2 separate regions of the Mus musculus genome follow, and region 2 is linked to region 1. A link is a contact called in public promoter capture Hi-C data. All regions are on one chromosome and are shown on one strand. The core of a region is the stretch at or near the end of the contact, and the rest is flanking DNA. Distances in the headings are between cores, read along the strand shown.

Region 1 (3,572 bases), core at 598-3,097:
AGAGGCCCTGGCCGCGGGAGGCCTGCGGGAGCCCGCCTCCCGTGCTGTCCCCGCGGCCCCTGCCTGCCAGGCTGACGTAATCCCCAAACATCTCCCGGCGGCAGCTGCAGGGCGAAGCGGCCGCCTCCTCCAGGCCTTTCCGGCTGCCGCAGACAATCGAGCCCTTTCTCTCCCCAATTAGCTATCACTTCTGGAGGCCAGCACGGTCCGAGGCTGGGCGGGCTGTACAGCAGCAGCAGCAGGCCCGCACCGAGCAGGGGCCACGAGGCTTGCAGGGAGGCCCGGCCCAGCAGGGAGGGCGGCAGGGAGACTGTGCGATTGAAAAGAGGAGAGAGGCACAGAGAGGGGGGGAACAGTCGGCTGGAGCCCAGAGGCGACCCCAGACATGGCTCAATTAGCACACAGGCTGTGCGCTGAGTCCCTAAGGCTGCCCCAGCCTGTAGTAGCATGGGGGTAGTCAACACAGACCGCCCCAGAAAGGGTCTGGAACCTGGAGGAGTGGGTTTAATCTCCCTCTCACAACCCCGGGAGGGCAACCTCTAGAGATGGGCTGAGCACCACCTACCCCAGCTCCATAGGAGGTTTATGGGAAGGAACCCCTATAACCCACTTCCAGCTTCCCACGCAGGGCTGTTGGCTGATTAGCCTGGGACTCACTGAGTGTCGGTGAGGAAGATGCTCACTTCCTTAGACCTCAGGTTCCTCTCTGGGAAATGAGGTCAGAGCCCCCTGCTCTGAAAGACAAAGAGAGAATACTTAAATAGGCCCAGCACCCTTAGAGCAGCCGCTCTGAGGACACACCTCCAGAATTTTCCAGAAAAACAGCATCTGTCTGCCAGTTACATGTGCTCATACATACACGTGTGACCACACGCATGTGAGGACTCTGTCCCCCTGTGTGAGCTACTCTGGCCCGGACCCTGTCCCCAGTCTGGCCCCTCACAGCTGAGGTCTCCTTAGATGAAGAAAAAACTGGCTTGCTCTCCCCTACTTCTAATGCCAACCCTGTGTCCCACTAAGCAGGACCTCACCTGCAGCCAGGGGCACTGGGAGAAGTAAGAATACTTGGCCACAGGGTCCTTCCTGGACTTTCAGCCCAAGTTGTCTCACCCGGAAGCAGTCCAACAAGCCATGAGACATGCAAGGGGGCCTTCCACGTGGAGAATTGTAGCCTATCACTGGTCGCCTCTCTCTATTTCTGAACTCTTTCCTTCATGGCATTAAGAGTATTCACCCTGTATAGCCTTTCTAGAAGATTTCAAATAACGACAAACACAAAGGACTGGCAGGCAGCACATCATAGAATGGGAAGTGGAGATTTTGAGAATGGTGCCAATTTGAGGATTCCACAACACTAACGCCAAGTGTGCCAGAGGTATGTAAGTTCCCTGTGTCCACCCTCCGCCTCTCACGCTGCAGTTGGTACATCCCTGGGACTGACCGAGGTTGTCTCCCACTCTGCAGTGCCAGGCCACCCAGTCCAGCACTCAGGACAACATTCTTGAAACATTCCTGGGTTTGCTTTTCTAACGCTCCAAATGTAAGTGAGGATCTAGAAATTAGGAGCCAGGCCTAACCAGAAATTACACCAAACATTTCCTCCTCAGGGGTTTCTGGAATGTCTCAGACAGAAGGCTTTGCTCACTTACCAAAGGAACCCAAGTGAATCTGGGGTGAGAGTCCCCCAATGGATGCCACCATGCTCTTGGGAAGGGAAGAAGCCAAGGGCTTACCTTAGCCAGCATTTCACTCACCTGAGAGGCCACATCTCCGGGTGAGGCTTTCTTGGAAGCCGAAGCTGTCTGACTTGAGCATGGCCACCAGCTCGGGCCTATTACTGGTGGAGCCAAGGTGGCCTTGAACAAAGCTCTGTGTTTATCAAGCACACCATCAGATAGGGAAAGTCAATATTGTCCCAGGTCACATGGCATCAAGACACAGGAGACTCTGGGGTCAAGGAGGCCTGACCCTTCCTGCTCATATGCCTCTGGGAGTCAGCAAGCATAAAGTCTGCCGTGTGTCCTTCAGGGAAGCAAGTGTTGGCCCTCCTAGCTGCTCCTAGCAGAGGAGGTCAGTGGGATGCTGGAGGATGAAGTCAGGGAGGATGGAGAAAGCATAGGAAGAAGCAAGACACAGATGGAGACAGTAAAGACACAGCTTCTCTGCCTGGAGGACACCAGGGTGCTCTCCACTGTGGTAAAAGGGACTCTCTGAGTCACCCACAACTGATGATGAGCATGGTCTGTGCTCTTCCTGGTCCACTAGGGTCTCGCCAGCCTCGGTATTGGGACCACAGGAACTGTCCCCTGGGCAAATTTTTACCAAACCTTGACCATACAATAGATGGGCTCTTGGTCCCCTGGACTAACTCAAGGGTACACAGCCACCAGACATCCCCAAATTGGGTGGAGAAGGCCAAAAGTCAACCCTCTTTTTATGGCTTCCTCCATCCCCACCTTCCTGTTTCCTAGATTTCTCACCGACCTCTTGGACCACCACATCCAGAATCACCTGCTATTGGACACAGCTCAAAGCAACATGAAAGACCCAGAGATAAGTAGTGTTTGCTATGGTATTCAGAGTTCAGTCATGAAGGCTCTTGTCCCTTGTCACAGAGAACAGATCAGGGGACTCTGGCTATCTTCAAGGCTTGAAGAATCCACAGTGACTTCCTACACCTACATGTTCAAGCATTGAAGTGACAGGGACAGGTCCTTGCTCACTGTTCCCTGATATTTGCCAGGTATAAGTCCAGTCACTAGTGAGGCCAGTGGAAGGCTGGTGTGAAAAGCAGAGGGGGTTCCAGCTCCTGCCAACTGTGGCAGTGAGCTTGTGATCTTTCTGACTCCATGTCCCCAGAGCTGGGATCATAAGAGTGTGTCACTATACTTGGCTTTTTTGCACAGGTTCTAAGGATAAAACTTGAGTCCTTACTCTTGTGTTGCCAGCTCTTTACCAACCAACCAATCAACCAAACTGTCTCCCCAGCCCAGTGCTCACTTCCTTTATATCCTGGCCCCTACAGCCTCTGAAGTCTCCCATGTCTATATCATGACTCTCACATGTCCCCTGGTTTCATGTGGTCCGAGGCCTCCAGGGCAGGTTAAAGGAAACCCACATTGCATTAGACCTGATTCTGCCAAACTGTGCTGCCTTGAGCTGGGCTAAGAGTAGGCCTTCCCAGCCAGTGTCAGTAACTACTGTTACTGGCATTTCTTCTCAACATTTGTTTTAAACTATATTTATGGGTGTTTTTGCCTGCATGTATGTCTGTGCACTATGTGTGTGCAGTGCCCACAGTACCCAAGAGGACATTAATTCCCCTGAAACTGGAGTCATAGACAGTTGTGAGCCATCATGTGGGTGTTGGGACTGGAATCTGGGTCCTCTGAGAGAGCAGCCAAAGCATTTCATGGCTGAGCCATCTTCCCAACCTGTTGTTGCTGGAACTTCCAACCCCAATAAGCCCATATAAAAACTATGCAACTTATATGTTTTAAGACTAGATTGAGCAGATCTAACACTATACTAACTTATTCCCTAGTTATAAGACTTCTTGTTATTTGTGGGGG
Region 2 (3,452 bases), core at 360-2,859, 93 kb after region 1:
CCAGTGCTCATGAACATGGGCCATGGCCATAGCACCCCCAGTGGACAGGTCAGCAGCTTCAGGGACCCTGCAAACTCAGGGACCCGAAGACAAGCTCCCTTTAATAAGCACCTCTCTCTTGTTTTGTCAAAGAAACATATTTCCAAACCAAATAAGGCTGAGGACTCAGTAGCCTCTGCCCACTTCACACAATTCCTTTTAAGTGTCCAAGCGCAATTATACTTGGCCAGTGCTGGGCTTAGGCCTCCCCCCCCCCCCCCCGCCTCCCAGTGTAAACAAGTGGCCCAGCTGGGACACAGCTGCCTGCTCTGGTGGAGGAGGCAGGGTCACCATCCTTCCCTGCTGCCTGCCTAACCTCTCTCAGCCTCTAGAATCTCAGAAAAATCCCTATCCCCACACCCCGCCCCGCCTCCAAGTCCCAGGAAGCCAGCTGGCCTCAAACAGGCAACCATCCAAGGCTCCCTGATCTCAGGTTAGTTTGGTGCAAGGGACAGAGAGGTTTCTTCATGGGCAGAAGGAGGAGGCTCCAGCGCAGGTGCAAGAAGAGATCTATTTCTGGGCTCCCTGTAAGATGCCCACAAGGCACACCTCCCCCAATCTGGGCACTGTTCACTCCCATAGGAAAGTGTGGCATTCCCTCAGGCTTCTTGGGTCATGAGAAAGTTGGCCCAGGGCAGAAAAAGGCCTCAGCACCCCACCCTCATCGCCAACCCTCTGCTCCCTCCATACCCACCCAGGCTTGGGCTCCATGCCCTGGCCACTAACTTTTTCCAAGACCCCTTCTCGTGGGGGAGGGTGACTCATCTTCACTGAGGAGCACACGCACCAGGCATGGTTGCTCGCCAACTTCCCTGCTCAGCCCAAGTGAGCAAGGGCTGTGATTTTCCATTTGTGACATCTGATTGTTATTAGAGCTAGAGAGAAGGGAATTCCTGGTTCCACAGGCCCCAGGGGTCCCCCAGGAAGGTTCTGGGGTGGCAAGGGGGGTGGGTTGGTGCCATCTGGGTCATGTGGCCTTCTCTCTGACACTTCTCCCCCACTCTCCATAGAGTTCCCTCACCTGCTGCTTCTTGGCTTCTCTGTGCCAGTCCCTCAGTCAGTTCAAATAATGGAGAGAACATTCCCTATAACCTCCCCACGATCACCACCTGCCCTGAAATGCCCACTGGAAACAGGCTGAAGGCATCAAGCAAGTGACAACCCGGAGCTCCCTCTACTGGGGCAGCCCTCTGGAGCTGCAGGATACTAGATACTAACATCTGGACTCCCGCCCCAGTGCTCAGGCCAACGTGACGTCATCAGGCAGAGAGATGAGTTCCCAGTGGGGATGGGGGAAAAGGCTCCTGAACTGGGCATTCCTTCCCCAAGCCTCATCACTGTTCAGCTCCTCCTCCTCCTCCTCCTCCTCCTCCTCCTCCTCCTCCTCCTCCTCCTCCTCCTCCTCTTTTTTCTCCTCCTCTAACTCTCCCCTCCCCCTTCTGCCTGGCCTGGAATTGGGTTTGGGGCGGGTTCTGTTTCCAAAGCCATCTCCAACAGGCAAGGCGGGTGAGGGCTCGTCCTCCCTCCACCCTGAGCCTGAATTTTCCGAGGCTCCAGGCAGTACTTGGCTAGCCTGCTGCCCGTGGGTCAGCAAACTCGGAGTCCCAGGAGAAGATCTCTACGAAGGGAACTCGGAGGATCAGGACAGCCACAGGTAGCACTCTGGGACCCAGGGACTAGGGGAGGGAGACCAGGGACAGGGGCTTCAGGATCAGGATCAGGGGCTGTAGGGTGAAGGCTGGACAGGGCAAGCAATTGAGATTGGCAGCCTCAAGGCAGGGAAATGGCCACTGCCATGACAGGCAGCTTGCAGAAGTCCCACCTCTCTGAGCACAGAGCCATGAAACCCTAGAGTGAAGCTGTTCCCATCTAGAAGACCTGTTCCACTCTTCCCACAGGTCTGAGTATCCCAGGGATATAGGAGGCTTTAAGAGTCCCCCTCTTGTGTTGCATCTCCTGATCCCCTACTCAGATGACACCCTACCTCTACCTCTAGCCCCAAGACATCCTCCAATTCCAGCCCCCATCTTGTCCTCCTGAGGGTGGGGGCTCCCTATCCTTCCTTCAACCTTACATCCAAGCCGGGTTTCTGGAAGAGTTTGAAGGGAACACCCAGTGGGCGATGGTCCAAGTGCAGAGTTCTGGTTCTCATTGCTCAGGGATGCCGCTGGCCATGAGGACAGCAGTGGGCAACTCTGTTGGGGGCATTTGGGGACTAGCAACACAAGGTCAGACAACTGATAGTCTCAGCTTCTTCCCCTCCAGCCAGGTCTGGTGCTGGTGTTGGCTTCACATGAAGCTGTTTGCCAGAGAGTTCTGTTCCCCCTCAGAGAAAGTCTTCTGTCAAGTTGTGAGCAAAGGCTTGAGTCTTAGGCAGAAACACAGGCTTTCTGTGTATCCCGGACAGCAGCAGACTGGCCAATGCCCAGGCCGGGTCATAGCTAAGGCATGAGGAGAGAGACTGGGGTATGGTGTAGTAGAAGTGAAATGACCAAGACAGCTCCCTTAGGGCTGGTCTGTCCAACTGTCAATCTAAGAAGGTAAACAGGTGGCCCACTATCGGTTTGGAGGGGAGGAGCCAGGGGTGCAGACATGGGAGCCTTTTCCATGGGCTTTAGTGAAGTGGGTTCTGTCATGGCTCAGATCCTGCCCAGAGCACACACATCCCCATACACACATCCTCATACACGTCTCTCTCTCTCTCACACACACACACACACACACACACACACACACACACACACACACACACACACACATCTTTAATATGGCCCATCTGGGGTCCACTTGGCTTCTGGATCTCTCTGTGTGAGTGAATAACTTTGCAAATAATCTGGAGTAGGACAGGGACCGTGGATAGAGACCAAACCAGTCATAGAGTTGACCTGGGAGCATATTCATCTGTCCCACGGGGCATGTGTCTAGTTGGAGGTTCAGCCTGGTGGCATGAAAGGTCCCCTGAGTCAGGACATCACTGAGGGGGAAAGCTGGGAGTAGCAAGTATCAGAAAGAGTGGCATCAGTAGAGGATGCTGGGGGTGTAGGTACCTAGAAAACCTGGGCTTGCTTCCTTCTATAGCTACAAATGACGCCTGGTGGGAGGGGGCATACTTTGCAGCACCAGCAGTTTGCAACCTCTCTGCACAAACATCACTCATGCCTACGTATTCGGGACACCCAAGCAGGTCCCACAATGAGCCACTCTTAGTCGGTGTACACCAGAAGGAGCAAACAGGTAGCGGGTGGAGGGGGTAGATAGCCAGGGCGGAAATGGGCTCTGTACACTGGTTAGGAGCGTGTCTGTGGGCCTAGGAACACCATCCAATAGAAATGAAGGGTTGGGGTGTGGCTTAAGTCCCCAACATCCTCCCACCCCCGCCCCTCCAGCCGAATGAGGCCTGGAGTTAAGGAGGG

What was found. Capture Hi-C pulls out chosen DNA fragments and counts their contacts.
Region 2: a contact with region 1 is called in a promoter capture Hi-C map of liver. The contact joins the promoter of Mrgprf here to the promoter of Smim38 in region 1. A contact is called at or near these places in 1 of 484 Hi-C or Micro-C datasets (cerebral cortex), 2 of 115 datasets of contacts at active chromatin or transcription factors (embryonic stem cells and pancreatic cancer cells) and 2 of 9 other capture datasets (adipose tissue and liver).

The regions. Positions count from the first base shown.
Region 1 is chr7:145,206,272-145,209,843 of GRCm38.p6, forward strand. It overlaps Smim38 (small integral membrane protein 38), which reads right to left and starts at 1,848. Exons shown (of 3, transcript NM_001369202.1): 1 at 1,755-1,848; 2 at 658-734; 3 at 1-310. It also overlaps a transcript of Tpcn2 not described here. RefSeq lists an enhancer at 1-1,425.
Region 2 is chr7:145,299,300-145,302,751 of GRCm38.p6, forward strand. It overlaps Mrgprf (MAS-related GPR, member F), which reads left to right and starts at 1,610. Exons shown (of 3, transcript NM_145379.2): 1 at 1,610-1,693.